Regions from separate parts of the Gossypium hirsutum genome. Here all the other regions are linked to region 1. A link is a contact called in public Hi-C data. All regions are on one chromosome and are shown on one strand. Each heading gives the region's core, a stretch centred on a gene start, on an enhancer-like site or on the middle of the called end of the contact. The rest is flanking DNA. Distances are from core to core; before and after follow the strand shown. Region 1 holds the start of LOC107896790 (F-box/kelch-repeat protein At3g06240). Region 2 holds the start of LOC107896778. Region 3 holds the start of LOC107896792 (E3 ubiquitin-protein ligase MARCHF8).

Region 1 (3,281 bases), core at 115-2,614:
TGAGTTTTCATGAATTATGGATTGTTTCATATTGGAGGTTGATATGTTTGTATCAGATTTTTACCTTTTTGTCATGCTTCTATTTTCTGTTTATCAATGCTATCAAGTTTAGTGTTCTTTTTGTATTTTCAACTATTTCTTGACCAATTTTGATTTACTTATTTGCTCTTCAAGGATTACTATGTAATGTATGCTATCCCTATTCTTGATTTTTTTTTTGTTTAGTAAAAAATAAAAGACTGGGGTTATATTCCTAATATCTTAGATATTTTTAATTGGTTAATATATGATGTTAGTCTCTGAATTTTGTCAAATTTTGAGATTTAATCTATGTACTTAAAAAATAAAAAATTAGGTCTTCGTATTTTTTTATTTAAAAAGTCAGAGTCCAATCATTAAAATCTTAAATATTTTCTGTCAAAATTTATCAACTTAGAATTTTGATTAGGTTGTCCTTATATGACATAACATATGATTGATTTTAAATAAACATGTTAAATTAATGAATTTTGACAAAAACTACAATAACGGTAATGATTAAATTAGAATTTTTAAATTAAAAAAATATCAAGATTGAATTTTTAACTTTTAAAGTAGACACGCCAAATCTCAAATTATATATAAGTACAGGACTAACAAAATACTTTAACCTTTTCAATTTACGGATATGGCCATTATTGTGCTAATCCTACCCAGGACAAGCTCTTGGGTTTTGAGAATTACCAGAGGGCTCGGCCAGGCCCATCATTGTAGTCCAACAACATTGACCGTAGTTCAACTTTAAGTTAAATTTAGTTATTAGTCGCTGTACTTTATAAAAGTTATGGATTTAGTCTATATACTTTAATTTAGTTATTTTTAACCCTTTTACTTTTTAAATTTCAAACCTCATCAAATGATAATTGTTAAATTCATTAAGTTATGCTATTTTCAAAATATGATGCGACAAACATATTATCATATGTTTAATGTCATATCAGCTAATTATTTTCGCATATTATTCATTAAAAATATAATTAATGGATTAAAAATTGTATTTTGCATAAAGATTGAAATTTCAAAATTCAAAAAGTATAAGGACTTAGAATGATTAAATTTGAGAATATGAACTAAATTTACAACTCTAAATGAGTAGTAATTGAATTTAACCAAGTAAATTTAATTGCTACTTTTTGAAAAGGAGTAGATTTGATCAATTTAAAACTACAAAAATTAAAATTGATCAAATTAAATTTTAATGACTGAATCCATAACTTTCATAAATTACAGGGACTGTAATAGCATAATTTAACCTTCACTTTCTTTCACATCTTCAACATTGTTTTGTAATTGTTATATACCAAATAAGAAAACGTGTAATGTTACTTGTTATAGTTTTGCCTTCTTTTTTCTATCTTAGTTCACATTGTTTTCCCCCAAAAGAAATCATTCATCAAAAGACAGAGGAAATAGATAAGACAGAGAGGGAAGATGCCCGAAACAAGAGTTGAGGTACCAGAAATGGTGATGTTGGAGATTCTGTCAAAGCTTCCAGTTAAATCCTTGACACGTTTCAGGTGCGTTTGTAAGCCTTGGTGTTCATCTTTTCAAACCCCTCACTTCATTACCAAACATCAGCAAAACAACCTCCACAACAACAACCTTAATCTCCTCCTCAAACGTTGTCAGGGTAACACCCATGATGACATCTACTATTTATCTCAACTTTCAACTGAGAAAAGCCAAAACTTTTCGGTACAACACAACATTCACTTACCCTTTTTCGAGGATTGTTGGTATGCCCCAGTGGTTTCAGGTCCTTGTAATGGATTATTGTGTTTACATGATGCTGATAAGGTTGCCCTTTGGAACCCATCAACTAGAGAGTTTAAAACTCTCCCTCAATCCACAGTCCAACGCCCTCCTTTAGTAGATTCCACTAGTTTTGGTTGCGTTGGTATTGGGTTTGATTCTCAAAGTGGTGACTACAAAGTGGTAAGATTTGTTACTAATTATTTTGAAGAGAATGAAGATGAAGGGTTAATGGGTGATTGGAACCACCAAGTTGAGTTATATTCACTTAAAAGCGATTCATGGAAGGAGATTTCAGTTCCCGGGGTTCAACCTTATGGATCTCCTTTGTTTAATAATTACGTAAATGGGTTTTATTATTGGCAGGCAATTGGGGACTCTGATTACCTTATTCTCTCATTTGATATGGTCAATGAAAAGTTTTCTACTTTACCATTGCCTGAATTTGGTGGGTCTTTAGCTAAATACTATTTGGAACTTTTGGACTTCAATGGACTGCTTGGTGCTATTGTTTACCCAAGGGAAGGGACTGACAAATCTTTTGATTTGTGGGTTATGAATGGATCATGGACTAAACAATTCAGAATTGACTCTCTTCCTGGAGTTGAGAGGCCTTTGGGGTTTTGGAAAAATGGTGAATTGTTTCTCGAGAGCTCGGATCATGAACTCGTGTTGTTTGACCCCTCCACGCGAGAGCTTAAAAGTCTTGATATCCATGCTTATCAGGAAACGATGCAGATTATTGCTTATGTTGAGAGCTTGGTTCCAATCAATGGAAGATCAGAGCGCGAGGAACTTATAATACGTCGGCCGGCTGGAGACGCATCGAATTGATATTGAATATGAAAATGGATGGGGACTACAACAAAAGAGGTAAGATTTCATGGGATTTGCTCTCTTGATATGCAGTTTATGTCGACTATATTGTCTTTCTCCAAAACTGCTGTTATTGTTCGTTCTATACGTAAGCCAAAGATGTTAGCCTCTGCCTTGTCTGTATTTTTTTTGGTTGGTTCAGTGAATTTGCTAGATTTCTGCCTAGAGAATCAATTAGTTGTTAACTCTTCTCTGCAGATCTAATAACCTGCAGATACGATCTGCAGGTGCATATACATGCTGGATATGGTGTGCTTTTCGTACACGAATTGTTGTTTAGAGAGCTAGATGTCTCGAATCGATGAATGTAATTTGATGTTGAACAATAGGAACTATTATGATGATGATCATGACTTATTGTCAGTACTTTTAGATCCAAATGAAACAGTGTAATTAGCTCAAATAATTTTGTTTTTCTAGGAATCCACTGAATACAGATTGCTTGTCTGTGTTTTTTCTTCCACTTTTATTACAATTTCCATTCCCAATTGCTTGCCAATGCAACTTGGGGCAGCTTCTACTATCATGAATCATTATCAGCTAGTTTCTCATTTTTGCAGTGGTGTTGATGTATGCTTTTTGGACTAGAGTGTGTGTTGGGTACAGGTATGATC
Region 2 (3,258 bases), core at 360-2,859, 310 kb before region 1:
CCAACTGCAAAGTGCTTTGATTGGTCCAGGGTGGTTGTAGCTGTACATTTTATTTTGAATACCACAGTGAGCATTTCAAAATACAATCTAACGTGGATATACAGTATAATTTCTATTTTTTAATACTTTAAATTTAATAATAATGTCAATTTAATAATGTAATTAACACTAAAGATTTTAGTCTGTTTAAAAGGTTCAATAAACTCATGCTTCTTCTTTTTTTCTATTTTAAACTAAAATTATAAATTTGTTAATGATATTACTTAATGGGCCAATATTAAGGCCCACGTTGTTTTGCTTGCCCAACCATAACCATCCCAACCTATTCCTTGGTTTCGTTTACCTTTCAAATCTGCCCAACCATAGTTTTTTTCTATTTAGTCGTGTCAGTCACGTTGGGCTTTACCCTTTATTGTAATTTACCAAAATGAGTTTTTTTTTTTACTTTTTATTTGTAAATGATATTAATTAATGGGCCAATATTAAGGCCCACGTTGTTTTGCTTGCCCAACCATAACCATCCCAACCAAATCCACGCACCACCTATTCCTTTACCTTTCAAATCTGCAGCATTTCCTTTCTGTTTTCTCCTCTGTATTCAGGTTAAGATAATAAAAAAAACCCATCGGTGCTTTGGGATTTTCGGGTAAGCTTCCGCTCTATCGCTGTTTTTTTTTTTAGTTCTTTATTATGTGTTACTTTAAAAAGGAAAGAAATTGCTTGGTCAAGTTGAAAAGTGTGAGAGAAAGATTGCTGTTTAGCAGAACTTGGAGGAACCACTTATCTGTTTTAAGACTTTGGGTTGATTTTATATGAATTTAATTTGTTTTCAGTGGTATGAGAAATGGGTTCTTCTTGGATAGTTGATTGCTGGTTACTATTGTTATGATTTGTTACAAATATTCGTTTGATTTAATGATTGTTTAAAGGATGAAGTATGAACAATGCCTGTTTTTGTTGCTATGAACTTTTTGCTTGAAATCAGTATTATTTGTGTTTGAATTTTGATGCCTTATTTGCATTTTCTGTTTAATAATCTAAACATCACTTGTTGTTACCAAACTGCTTAGCCTTTTGTTTCCAGAACCAAAAAGCACCAAGTTATCTGTTGATATCAAAGCAAGTTGTATTGTTTTGAATAATAAAAAATTGAAACTATATATATCTTTTAGAAAATGAATTGCATGATTTTACTTCATAAGGAACAATGGAATTACTGTTGCATTTTAATTGGTTATATATTTTTTATTTGGAGAAGGGGATTAAAATCTTGTTCTTTCTGTAGGGATCATGCTGTGACTCAGCAATGAAATTTCAAAAATAAATCAACATGATGTGCTAGATAATTTGTTTTTTCTTCCTGTTTGTTAATTTATAATCATGTATCACGCAATAGAAGATTCCTCAAATTACTGTAATATAATATTGGGATTTTTTTGGATATTTCCTTCTTCTTTTTTCACGTTTTGTTGCTTTCCATCGCCTTGCCGAAGAACCATATAGGCTAATAGAGTTAATTTCTAAGGGAGCATGTTTTTGTACTCCTTTTTTCCCCATTTCCAAGTGGAGTTTTGGAAGATAGTAGACTAATAGCTTGGTGAATTTCAGCTTGGACGGTATTAACACATTGGACCAATTTTCTGCTTTGAGATGGCTGGACTATTTGCTTATGGCAGCCTTGCACCAAAGACTAAGAATATGGTAGTCGCGGGGGGTTTGACAGCATTTGTATTTGGTGTATATTTCTATACTATGAGAGCTGTTGGAGGTACAGATGAGCTTCAGGTGGCTATAGATAAGTTCGAGGAGCTGAAAAAGCAAGAGGGGAAGTGAAGCATGGGATCAAAGCCTTGATCTCATTAGCCTTTTTTGTGACAATGCAGTCAAGAACTAGGTAAAGGTCATTTATATGACAGACAAAATAATGTGTTTAAAATCTGTGTTTTGAAAACTATTTGTCTTTGTTTGTTATACATTATATTGTAGTTGATAATAATAAAAACTTATTACTAGTTTTCCCTTGGCTGTATTCTTTAAGTTTTTATCATGTTACGACCTTTTGTGATGACAGCACTGGTTATTGTTGGAGAAGCTCAAACCCTAATTTTTTTGTGTGTTTCTGATGTTGTTGCCCCTATAGCAACCAGCCAATGACCTTTCTCTGGACGGGTCCAAAGGCAAGCGCGGGCACTTGTATAGTTTAAAAACTTCATCCCATTGGTTATTTTTCATTTATATTTTGTATCTTGGAAGGTTTGGTTAACCTGTAGTAATACTTTTTACTGCTTAGAACTGTAGGCAGCCATTCTGATGTGGAGATTTGTCACTTTACTTTTCCATTTGCTTGAACATTCCAGGAAACCATAATTGTTCCTTGACATGTCCTGATGGTTCCTCCAGTTGAAAACAGTAATGCATTAACTTTATCATAATTAAATTCGATTCGGTAGTTTGATCCTAGTAAAGCAATTCTAATGATTTCTAATAACCCGAAATAAAAACGACCCAAATATTTGTTTAATCAAAATTAATCTGGTCGAAAATAAGTTGACCTGTCGTCTAGTCAACCTTTAATGGTGATTGGTTTTAAGACTTGATGGCCAAAAGCAATCCCTAAAAAATAATGGAAAACAGCATCAGTCCACAAGAGAAGATGATCATCAGCATGTGAAAACCTTCATTTCTTACATCAGTTGTTGACACCTTCGTAGACTTGTCTATCAGCGGCCTCATTTTGCCCAAGCATCACCATCGACAAATTCCTCAAAAACCCCTTCAAACTCATTACCCTTCCCCCAGTTGTGTCGTTGCTAAGGGAGCCCTCCATGGCGATCTCGAGAAGATCATGCAAGCCTTCCGTCTTGGTGGCCTAATTGATGGGTCCAATTATTGGTTTGGTGTGTCTACCACCGTTGTTCAAATAGGTGGTGTGCTCAAGATCCTTTATTTCTAAAAGATGTTGAAGCATGAAGCTGTTAAAAATGGTGGGCAAACTGATAACTTTGAATGGCAATCATGAGATAATGAATGTTGAAGATGATTTTAGGTAGGTAACTATAAAGAGTTTGGAGGAAGTCATTGTTTGGGCTTATTGGTATGGTGTTGGGAACAGATGAAGAGTTTGTGTCGTGGGTTGGAAATGCCTTTCCAGGGGATTCCTTCATCGATATTTCATGGCATGCTTGAAAAGTTTTGTCATAGTTTCAGAGCTAGAACTGCTACACTGAGACCTAATGGTCCAATTTCACGTAGATTATT
Region 3 (3,312 bases), core at 218-2,717, 310 kb after region 1:
CTCCTATGGTCCAACAGGAAAGACACAGAAGTAGAAGCTGTTAACCAAAAAGAGGATTACCTAATGTCAATTGCCAGAACATCTGGATTGCTTCTGGTCGGAGGAAGAGAATAATTTGGTGAAAAAACCTGATAAAAACAGAGCAATATTGTACACATTATCTATCAAACACGTACTTTTTTTTATATATGCAAATTAAAAGAAAAGGGCTAAAAACACCCCCAACCTGTTTGCATATTTCGCAAGTTATGTCACCTTTCTTGTTGCACCATCTTTGAATGCACTTCCTGTGAGCAAACTGAAACAAAAATATATACACGATAAGTTAAAAAGACACTTCAAACATTTCAATCTGCAAACGCATCTTAAACCAGATAACCATATAAACAACCTATCAAGGTTTTTCATATATGTCGGATACAGGACACTGATACTTTAGGAAAAATAAAATCATGCTAATATATATAACTAGGTATTGGCTATATGAGTACCTAGTAGAAGTCATGGAAATGCAAAGAAGAAACGGAAACAGGTAAGAATATATTCTCTTTTCCTTTAAAATCTTTTACAAAAATAGAAAAAGATCAACATTTGAAATTTTCATATTGAAGCTTAGGAAATAACGTATGAAGAAAGAGAATAAGTCAAAAGGAAACTCAAACAAGGCATATGCTAATGCCAAGAAATGCTCGCATTCCAAAACCAATAAAACTACCTAGAAAACATCATAGCACCATTGCTACAAAACTGAAGCCCAACAAAGCCTACCCCTAAAAAAGCCCGGTTTTAGAATTAGCAATAAGTTGTGTATTTTATTACTATTATTAAATTGTATAATGGAATAAGCCAATAACAAAGAACCATCACTAGAGCCACAAAGTCAAGGGACAAGCCCCCAAAAGGAAAAGAAAAAAAAAAGAACCAAAGGATAAATAATTTTTTTTATATTTTTTACAACTACTCCTCTCCTAACCACAAAAAAAAAAAGTTGATTGGTAAGACCAATGAAACATACGATCAGAGTAATCTAAAGCATACAATCAAAAAACCCAGAAATATAAACTTAAAAGGGAAAAAGTTTAACCAAAAGAAAAACGATTTACCATCTTCGTTTAAAAAAGAAAAAGACCTCAAAACTTTAAAAACAGAAGGCGAGAAAAACCAAGAAAAGTAAAGACCTTGAGAGTGCCACTGCAAGCACAAGGAGCTTCCAAAGAAAGCAAATCATCTTCCTCTTGACATATCCTACACTCCACCACCTCTTTCACCTTCTTTGAACTATACCCAGTTTTTCCTTCTCCTTCTTTTCCACTATCATCATCACCACTTGCTTTCGTCATAGGAACAACAACATTAGTATTCCCAGCAGCTGTAGTTGAGATTGGTTGTCCTTCATTCACTGAAGAAGACTCAAAACAAGCTGCAGATGCTATATTTGTCGACACATACCATGAAATCATCCACCATTGTTTTCTTTTCCTTTTCCTATGTACTTTGTTTGAGTAATCTTTTACAAAAGGGACAACTTATGTTTTGTTTGACGAAAATGACCTTTGGTTGGGTTTTTATTATCGAGTCTGTCCCAACTAAAATATCTTGCCGTACCTAAACGGTTGAACTAGCTTTGGTATTGTAGGTGGTGGTCAGCTTGGACCAAACCATTTAACTACGACCAAGTGCAATTTATTGCTATTAGCATGCCGGTTCGGTCCGGGCGTAAACTCAAAGTCAAGTTCCAGTTTGCTCGTTTCCGTGAATAAAATTCAAATATTTAAATGGGTAAATTACATTGTATATCACTCAATTTTAAAAATTATAAAATAATCCTCCGAGTTTTTTTTATTACCAACCATTTACTAGGGAATGGAAAGGCATGTGGCAAATATAAAAATTGAGGTGATAACAAATTCAACTCTTAGCATTCATATATTTATGTCATTTTGATTTTGATTCTAAAAATTAATCATTAATATTTACACATTACATAATTTAATCTAATTATAAATCAATCTCAAGATTTCAAAACTTATATTTTTATATGTTTTTTAAATCACTAGTTTTTCAATAATAAAATTTATGTTTTGAAATTTCGAGACTTAAAGTTATATCTTATTTTTTTATAATTAGACTATATTATGGAAAGTGTAAACAATAAGACTAATTTTTTTATAATTTTTATAATTAGACTATATTATGGAAAGTGTAAACAATAAGACTATTTTTTTATAATTTGTTACTATACCAATTTTTATAACTGCCAAGTCATCTTTTAGTTATCTAATTAAGGGTTGATGATCAAAAAAGACAAACTCGATTTATTAATTAACTATTTTGTAACTTTTTTACAATCAAGCGACTAAAAAGGAAACTTATACATAGTTGAGTGAGTTTACCCTATTTAATTTAAATTTCATTTTTTTAATTAATAAAATATTATTAGTTCAATTTAATCATTATTTAGGACGGATAATGATTTTTAAAAAACACTTTTAAATTCGGAATCCAACTCCAACTTCTTAAACAATATTAATTCATGATTGACATTCAACGTTTAAGATTATCACTATAAAATTAAACAAAGTTGGCCAATGAACAAATACATCAAAGTTTATTCATTCATGTTTGATTAAATTTGAAACTACATTAATGGACCCTATCCAGTTAACAGCACAAGTTATTTTTAAATTCTATCTTACATGTAATATTGGTTTAATTTACTACTTAAAACATAATTTAGTTGTTCTAAATTACTAATTTTTTACATAGAAATTATTCAACTATCCAATTTTTTTATTAATTTTATACATATAAACCTATTAGTTTTTAGTTCAACGATTTAATGATAAAGTTTAAATTGTAATTTAATTAGATTAATCTCTTAATTTTTATAAAATGCAATTTAATAAGGACTAACTTGCATTTTTTTTAAAGCAAGAAAAATATAAAAACAAAAGCAACTATTTTCACTATGGATGGATGAAATAATTTTGAGTAGGGAATATGTGTTATCATGTTAATTTGGATTGAAGTTTTTCAACAAAAATAAGAGAAAATAAATAATTTTGAGTAGGAAAATCAGACGTGGCAAGTTGGGTGGAGATTTGTTAAGATAAGGGAAGCTTGATTAAAATTTACAACAAATCAATGGATTCTTTTTCTTATTTTTATTTGGTTTTGTCAACTCTCTCTAGAGAGAGATAATGGATAACTATAAATATTTAATATTAAAATAAATAAATAATGGCATTGCCATGATTTTTGGGATGCAAATGTTGTTGTATAGTTGATGGGAGGATTTATTAATGGTGGTGA

Evidence for each region. Hi-C and Micro-C count contacts between places; a contact is called where the count stands out from the background.
Region 2: a Hi-C map of leaf shows a contact between it and region 1, with 2.3 times the contacts expected there. The contact joins the promoter of LOC107896778 here to the promoter of LOC107896790 in region 1. A contact is called at or near these places in 3 of 34 Hi-C or Micro-C datasets (hypocotyl and leaf).
Region 3: a contact with region 1 is called in a Hi-C map of leaf, with 1.9 times the contacts expected there. The contact joins the promoter of LOC107896792 here to the promoter of LOC107896790 in region 1. A contact is called at or near these places in 2 of 34 Hi-C or Micro-C datasets (hypocotyl and leaf).

What each region holds. Positions count from the first base shown.
Region 1 is chrA10:81,550,805-81,554,085 of Gossypium_hirsutum_v2.1, reverse strand. It overlaps LOC107896790 (F-box/kelch-repeat protein At3g06240), which reads left to right and starts at 1,364. Exons shown (of 2, transcript XM_041078879.1): 1 at 1,364-2,664; 2 at 3,228-3,281. The coding sequence starts at 1,471. The coding sequence ends at 2,625.
Region 2 is chrA10:81,858,999-81,862,256 of Gossypium_hirsutum_v2.1, reverse strand. It overlaps LOC107896778, which reads left to right and starts at 1,609. Exons shown (of 1, transcript XM_016822051.2): 1 at 1,609-2,019. The coding sequence starts at 1,651. The coding sequence ends at 1,833. It also overlaps the pseudogene LOC121208034.
Region 3 is chrA10:81,236,526-81,239,837 of Gossypium_hirsutum_v2.1, reverse strand. LOC107896792 (E3 ubiquitin-protein ligase MARCHF8) reads right to left here and starts at 1,467. Exons shown (of 8, transcript XM_016822069.2): 1 at 1,435-1,467; 2 at 1,179-1,433; 3 at 227-298; 4 at 61-128. The coding sequence starts at 1,467.